Regions from separate parts of the Zea mays genome. Here regions 1 and 3 are each linked to region 2. The links are chromatin contacts, called in public Hi-C maps. All regions are on one chromosome and are shown on one strand. Each heading gives the region's core, a stretch centred on a gene start, on an enhancer-like site or on the middle of the called end of the contact. The rest is flanking DNA. Distances are from core to core; before and after follow the strand shown.

Region 1 (2,700 bases), core at 194-2,693, 150 kb after region 2:
CTACTCGCTTACGCCGGTCGGCATCGTCAAAAGCGAAAAAGGCGTCACAAAACATCGTGAGTTCGTCACCCCTCACAGGTCACAACCAGGGTTTGATTTCTAGGACCGAGATCACCGAATCTTGGCATTTTTTCTCGTTTTCGTTAGTATCTTAAAAACGAATTTTGATACGGTTTTTAATGGATTTCAATTCAAAATACAAAAATACAGAAGTCAAATTTTGGCGAATCATACAAAACGAATTGTGAACCATGGTCACACTAGAGTTTTCTAAGAAAAAATCTAAGAGTTTCCTAAAATAAAAACCAGAAAGCCACCCTAGAAAGGCAGAGGGACGAAGAGAAAGCGCACAACCTCGGAGAAGCCTAGGGGTGGAAACGGATCGAATAAGCACGAATACGAATACGAATGTCACAGTTTACCATATTTTTGTCCGAATTCGGATACGAATTTGAATATCTTCGGATACGAATACAAAACGTATAGTTGAATACAAATTCTTATTCGAATATTTACTCAATTCAACTCAAACAACATACCCTAAAATTTAACATATATATATATATATATATATGTGAATTTTTATTTAAGTACAAGTTTATAGATAGTCAATAGATAGTCAAAACAAACTTAAATTAAAATAGATTTCTCTTGATCCTCTATATCAAAGTCAACAAAACTATATAAATAATATTTTTAAACTATCAAAGCATGTAACAAAAGATAAACAACAACACGTGATATTTAATAAGTGACATTTGTACAAATACAAGTAAATTAGAATTGACATAAAATAGTAAATGTACCAATAAAAACAAATTTTCCGTTCTAAAATGAAGGAATGTCCTATATAAATGTGTGTACCAAAACTTAAATGAAAACATGAAGAAATTTATCTTTATATTGTAAAGTGGTGAGTTATAGTTGAATGCTTATGAAACTTCGTTGAGATGTGTTCACTATATAGATAAAGTGGAAAGTTATAATTGAATGTTTATGAAACCTATTGAATTCTATTATTGAATATCACTAGAAATACAAGGTTGATATATTTATTTTTTATCATATAAATATTTTTTAATATTTTAAATGATATATATCATTTTTCTAGTATATTATTAAACTTAAAATTATTTTTAGTTAGTAATTAGTGATAAAGTTAAGTTTTAAATGGTTTCATGAAATATATTTTTTTACGGATACGGATAGTATTAGATGTTTTATGGTTTTTTCGAATACGAATATAGAATCGGACAGAGAAAAGTACTATAAATCGAATTCGAATATATTTGTATTGAAATCAAATACAAATACGGATATGTATATTAACAGTTTTGCGAATACTGATAATTCGGAACTGCATACATGCATTTCCAGTCTAGGGAAGCCCTCGCGTGATGTTTATCGCACGACACTGTCTACCTGTTTGCAAAACGGCAAGACTGCGCAGTCCGCACCGTGTTCCGCACCCCACGGCAGGCGCTTGAGAGTACTTGACTACTACCCTCCCACCTGCGAGACTGCAACGCCGTTGCTTCAACTCGACTCCAGCATCCCTCGTCCCCGCATCACCGCGCCGCCGACACTCCGCTCGCTTTCGCTCCCGAGACCCGGGCCTGCCGAGCCGCCGCCATGGACGAGGAGTACGACGTGATCGTTCTGGGCACGGGGCTCAAGGAGTGCATCCTCAGCGGTCTCCTCTCTGTCGACGGCCTCAAGGTGAGCACCGACCACCCGCCTCCCGGTAACGGCAATCGGACCTCACCCCAGTCCCCGAGTCCGATCTGCCACTCTCCCCCGCACGTACCCGGACGCCGCATGTGGCCTGCGCGGTGGGTCTGCCGCGGTGCGTCGTGGTAGTAGATCAGGCGGTGCTGGTCCGGCCCCTGTCTGATCCGGGACTGGCGCGTTCGGATGGGCGCTTGTCTAAGCTGTCTACGCATCTGGCTCCTGGCATTGGTCCGGGGAGTTAACCAGTTGATGCAAACCATCGTCTGCAAATGTTGCCACAACTTCTTGCATTCTGTGGACTGGGAAGATCAGGGCATGGTTAGATTCTTTAATGAGGCAAACTAGTAACCTGGATTCTAGGGAGATTCACTGCTTCGAATTTTGGTCTATCGTTTGTTCTTTGTTTCTGGGATGTAGAAGTGTTCCCATCCTGTAAGACGATAGATGGCATCTATATTCTGTCCTCTGATATCACTGCGGCGAGACAGGGGTAACTGAACGGAGAGAGAAAGATGCTTAAGTTCAATAGTCAGCTTACTGCGTTAACTTGACCGATGATGGATTTTTTAAATTGATTTTGAAGAATTTTGAGTGACGCTTTTACAGGTTCTACACATGGATAGAAATGATTACTACGGAGGAGATTCCACCTCCCTAAACCTGAACCAGGCAAGAAGCTATAAATCTATGATTTTGGTTCTTTTTGAAACTGGAACATGTACTGAGTAATGTGTTCCATTTTTTGTGTGTGCTGGCAACTCATTCTAATCCCTTTAATCACCCTTATCTTTTTTTTTGGTGAACAGCTCTGGAAGAGGTTTAGGGGGGAAGACAAGCCACCGGCACATCTAGGTGCAAGCAGAGATTACAATGTAGACATGGTTCCAAAGGTGTGATAATTCCCGATCCCAATGGACCGTACCTAGCTATGTGCTTATTGTTTCTTGCCAAGGCCTCATCATACTTGGC
Region 2 (2,700 bases), core at 68-2,567:
GATTTGCAACATCCAGATCACGGAGACGAAATCGAGATCTCAAGCCCACGGCTAACCTTCCTGGCTTCCCAACCAACCAAACACCACAGATCCGCACGAGATTTCCAAAAAAAAAGCTCGTGGAGTACCGGGGGACACAGATCTAGGCCGCTGCCCGCTCACCTGCATGTTGCAATTGACGAGGTCGAGCGGCGTGACGGCCATGTGGGTGAGGCCGCAGCTGGCGATTCCTCCGGCGGTGCAGGCGGCATAGAAGGCCGGCGAGTACATCTCGATCTTCTCGTTGGGCGCCTGGATCGAGAACGACACGACGCCTCCTGCTCCAGCCGCGGCAGGCGCTGGGGCGGAGGCATGGAGGCGCGCGGTGGCGCCTGTGGCGGCAAAGGAGCGCGCCGAGGAGGTCCCTTTAGCTGGCCGAGGGGCGCCGAGGAGGCAGTAGCTGGGTGGATCTGGGGCAGAGTGGTGGTTTGAGGTGCTTCAGATCGGGGAATGGGGCTCGGCAGCCGCCGTCGCTGAAACCCTAGTCCTCTCGGGCAAAAGCAGTCGTCGCGGTCGGTTTTATATGATAGTACAGGAAGCGGTGTACAATATGCGCATACAAAAAGTGTGTAAACCGTAACACGATTGAGCATAACACGTAGTTATAATTGACGTAAGTAGGTGGTACAGTGAGCCAAAAAGCCTGCACACCTGGTCGGTTGCTGGTCAGGGCTTCCAATAGTTAGAGAGAGCCCAGGGCTCTCTCTCTCTCTCTCTCTCTCTCTCTCTCTATATATATATATATATATATATATATATATATATATATATATATATATATATATATATATATATATATATATATATATATATATATATATATATATATATATATATATATATATATATATATATATATATGCTGTGAACTCATTGTCACGTCCGTCTTGAATCTGCTCATAACTGGCAAAGTTTTTTTTACTCCTAGTATAAATAGATAAACGATCTGTCTCATATTCACCAAAATATATAGTTATGTTTTACCTCCAGTAGTAATTTTTCACTGTGAATCTGGGGCTGGAGGCGCTCCCAAGTTCCAGACACGCCCCTAAATCCCATTTCGTCAATCTTGGTAAGCTGCTCGAAGCACTTTTTGGATCACTCTACGTACAAAGAGAGAATATCCAACGAGATGTATATATACTGAAACCCTCTGATCCAGTGGGAGCCAGCCAACCAAACCAAAACTCGCGTGGACCGAGACCGAAACTAGTAGTGAGTAGTGACCGAACCCAACCATTTCCCACCAACCCCAGCCGTCCTGCCGTTCACGGTTCACCTCACACTTCGCGGTTCGCTGATGGAAGGCCTCGTCCCGCTGCTCTACAAGGCCATCAAGGAGCGGCGGAGCAACGCGGGCGGCCGCCGTGGCTACCGCACCGGAGGTGCCCTCCCCTCCTCCGCGCCCGTGGACCTGGACGACTCCGAGCAGAGGAGGCAGTGGCTGCAGCTGCAGGAGCTGCGGTCCCCGGCCCACGCGGCGGCAGCGGTGGCGGTGGCGGAGACCGAGGGGTCGCTGCTGCACCGGCGGAACCTGTCGCTGGAGGAGCTGGCCGGCGAGGTGGGATTCTCGCCCGACCGGCGGCTCCGGGTGCCGCTGCCCAAGGCCAGGAGCGTCCGCGCCTTCGCCTGCATGGGCGCCGCCTGATTGATCGCCGTCTACGCCGTGTAAAAGGTGTGGTTATATATTAGTTACTAATAGTTGTGCTGGAATTGGAGAACTGGAGGTTGTATATGCAAACGAGTGCCCTTTTACTTAATTTTCACGTTCTTGATGAGAGCAGCTGGCAGCCGTACGTGATCATATATCTTCTCGTGATTCTTGTCGATCAGTTGTTGATCAATAATAGCAGTAATTGTTAGGGACGGCAACTCCTGTTCAGCTTCCTTTGGTTCGAATTCGAATTGAAGCGATCCTGCCAAAATCTTGCACCCAGCAGCCTGGCGAACAGATCGATCTCGATGGCGCATGGATGGTTTCTCCCAGACTAGCTAGAACGCCAAATTACAGCAGTGAACAACTTACTTTGGCCCTTTCTGGAGCTCCGAAACCTCCACTCCTCATTTTCTTCTCTCTTTTCGTGAAGCTAACGTATTCGTTTCGTGCCTTTTAAGCGCCATATCTCTTATAGATAGATAGATAGATAGAATAAGTTCAACACCGATTTCCCCAAGACAGAGAAAAGAACTTTGGAGTTCACAAACACCAGTCTGTGCACAAATTTCATACAGGAACCGTTTGCGTCTGTGTACAGCAGCTGCACCTCGTTGATCGGCCCAGTGAGCCCAGCAGCCGTATCCAGGAGCCACTGGGCCTTGACGACGAAAAGAACCAGCCGGTTGGTGGGGACGAGCGACATGTGAGCTGGCTCCCGGCCAGGGAAATCGGGTAACGCTCCAGCAAAACCAGAGGTGGGGTGCCACTGGCATTCACAAGTTTCACTTTCACCTCACGGTGCATGACCGGTTGCAATTGCAAGGGTTAGGCCCGGTGAAGCCTGGCCTGTTTTGGACCCGGCCTACCAGGCATGGTTAGAAAACTGGACCGGGTTATCTAAGCCTGCGGGCTCGTTTTCCTGTCTGAGCCTGACCCGCTGCGGGCCTAAACGGGTCGAGCCGGCCTGGTAAACACGGGAAAAACGGGCTAAACGGGCCGGTAAG
Region 3 (2,700 bases), core at 60-2,559, 250 kb after region 2:
TCTCCCTTCTGATCTGGAGAATGATGGAGCCTCCTCTCGATCTAGATTACTTAGACTAGCTTTCCTATCCCACCTTCCATCACATCTTCTATCTCAAACTTTACTCAGTAAATAGTTAAATAGTGCACTCTACAATACAAATAGTATTTTGCATGACTATATGTACGGTCTGCTTAAGATGGCCTTAAGCCCATGACTTCAACAGTGACTACTGACTAGGCTTCTCAAGTCAATTCTCAATCGTATCACCGGATGAAGTCCACTCGTTAGTCATAAAAATTACCAGTTCAGATATTTTAATAAAAGATAAACCACTATATTGATCTATTTTTAAATATTTAACGTTGGATAGTTTATTTTTGATAGAAAACGTTAAGTACAAAAACAGAGGGAGTATAACATAACCTATTTTAGGCAGTGTTTAGTTCCTGAGTCTATTTGGACGAAATGACTCTTTTCCAGATTCTGAGTATGGAATGACTTCATTCATGTTTGGCAATCAGAACAGTGCCGCTCTGTTTTTCTGTTTAGTTCTAGTGTGAAGACTCTATCCTATATTTGGCACCATATTATTATATATATCAAATATAATTATATTAAATATAACCATATATATATATTACGTTTGGCACCCTGCGTTCTTGTCAAATATTAAATTATATATATATATATATATATATATATATATATATATATATATATATATATATATATATATATATATATATATATATATATATATATATATATATATATATATATATATATATATATAACACTGGCACAAGAAGCCGTGAAAGGCGTCTCGAGCGCTTGAGCGCTCAGGTCCGACTATTTTTTGGAGCCCAGAGATCTAGCATCTTGAGAGAATATTCCTATATTAGAGCGGCTCTGTTCCACTTTGATTTGAATCAAGCAGTCTTAAGTACTTAGAACAGAGCATTTTCATTCTACTATAGTTTGAAACCAAACACTATCTTAGGGCTAGTTTGACATCTCTATTTTTCTATAGAATTTCCAATTTTTTTAAGAAAAAATAAACTAATTTTGCTTGGAGAAATGAAAAACCCGCAGGGCCTGTTCGGTTGTACCGGAATGAGCCAGGATTTATTCCAGCTCATCAAAATCTATATAAATTAGAGAAGTAATCCGGCTAGGAATTAATCCGGGACTCTAATCCGGAACAATGGAACAGAGCCTCACGAAAATGAGTCCCAGCCCTTAGAGAGCGGTGACAAATTTCCGGAAACGCCAAAATCCATTCTCAGTTTTTTTAGAAACCACTCTCATCCTCTCGCACCGCACCGTTCGCTTCCTTTCGTCAACTCCACTCCTCTTGGCCGCCGCATTACCTCCTCTTCGCCGCTGCCGCCACCGCTCCACCGGGCAGCCAGCCAGCCATGGATGAGGAGTACGACGTGATCGTGCTTGGCACGGGGCTCAAGGAGTGCATCCTCAGTGGTCTCCTTTCCGTCGACGGCCTCAAGGTGAGCCCGTCGATCGCCCGCTCTCTTCTCCTGCAGCCGCCGCTCGTAGATCCGTGGCTGCCGTGCTCGGATTTTGGGTCCGCGTAATAGTCCGGTGCTTCAAGGTCGCTTGCATCACTTGGAGTGCACAGGTCGCTGGACGGCTGGAGCACACGAGCTCCTAGATCGGGTGCCCTAGCCCCTTTGATCTGGACGTCGTGCGCTGCGATTACATGCATGCTTCGCTTTTACTGTCGTATGCTGATCTATAGTGTTCGTCTACCTACGAGGCTCCCAGCTCCTTAAGCCCTTGATGGATCCATAGCGGCGGACCAGCCATTGATGCAATTAAGTATAGTCTGAGCTTTTAGCAAGGGTGGTTATCTAGATCAGAACTGGAGCAGCCGTGCTTAATCAGGAAGTGGCACTTAATTGTACTGCTTGCTAGCAACTTGCGCGCTGTGATTAGATGCATGCTTCGTTTTGCTGTCGTATACTGATCTATAGTGTCCATCTACCTACAAGGCCCCCATCTCCTTAATCCCAAGGTGGATCCATAGTGGCGGACCAAGTCCGAGCTGAGCTTGGAGCAGTTTTCTAGATGAGGATTGCGAGCAGCTGGGCTTAATCGGGAAGTGACACTTAATCATACTGTTTGCTAGCAATTTGGCGGAAGAGCATGTAATACAAATTAAAGGGAGGACTAAGGAGAGGGAGGGCATTCTTGCCCAAACTAAAGGTCTGTCTGGATACACATGGCTAGTTACTAGTTGGGGCTAAAAATAGCTCTGTTTGGCTACCTGGTTGGCTAACAACTAGTTTAAGACTTGGCTAAAAAATTAGCTCTCCTGTTTGGATGCAAGTCATGCAACAGAGCTAATTTTAGCTGATTTTTAGTTAGCTAGCAATTAGTCATTGTAACCAAACATGCCCTATTTGTACTTTGTTGTGTTGCTTTTCATAAGCCAATGTTTTTTGATTTCTGTATTAGCCTAAGCGGGTTTCCTTATTTGTTGCACATACACAGGTGGCAGCATGTAGCTTGCAAAATGGTGACAATTATAGAAGCTAGGGTTAGGATTTCTGGGTTTTCCAAGCCACCCTGACCAATGGCCTCAGCTTCTAGGAGGAAGCTTGACTATGGTTGGTATTGGCACTGCTGCGGCAGGGGCAGTAAGGGTGTTGATAATCATAGGTTTGCTGTTGTGCAACTGTTGGGCAGCTGGTAGACTGG

Evidence for each region. A called contact is a pair of places that touch in the nucleus more often than the background predicts.
Region 1: a contact with region 2 is called in a Hi-C map of tassel, with 2.1 times the contacts expected there. The contact joins the promoter of LOC100284832 here to the promoter of LOC100278204 in region 2. A contact is called at or near these places in 3 of 25 Hi-C or Micro-C datasets (ear, endosperm and tassel).
Region 3: a contact with region 2 is called in a Hi-C map of ear, with 3 times the contacts expected there. The contact joins the promoter of LOC100501867 here to the promoter of LOC100278204 in region 2. A contact is called at or near these places in 5 of 25 Hi-C or Micro-C datasets (ear, endosperm, leaf and 1 more).

Annotation. Positions count from the first base shown.
Region 1 is chr8:106,120,411-106,123,110 of Zm-B73-REFERENCE-NAM-5.0, reverse strand. LOC100284832 reads left to right here and starts at 1,443. Exons shown (of 13, transcript NM_001157727.2): 1 at 1,443-1,719; 2 at 2,338-2,400; 3 at 2,538-2,621. The coding sequence starts at 1,633.
Region 2 is chr8:106,266,203-106,268,902 of Zm-B73-REFERENCE-NAM-5.0, reverse strand. It overlaps LOC100278204, which reads left to right and starts at 1,317. Exons shown (of 1, transcript NM_001151557.1): 1 at 1,317-1,814. The coding sequence starts at 1,340. The coding sequence ends at 1,687.
Region 3 is chr8:106,014,055-106,016,754 of Zm-B73-REFERENCE-NAM-5.0, reverse strand. It overlaps LOC100501867 (Rab GDP dissociation inhibitor alpha), which reads left to right and starts at 1,309. Exons shown (of 13, transcript NM_001196508.1): 1 at 1,309-1,487. The coding sequence starts at 1,401.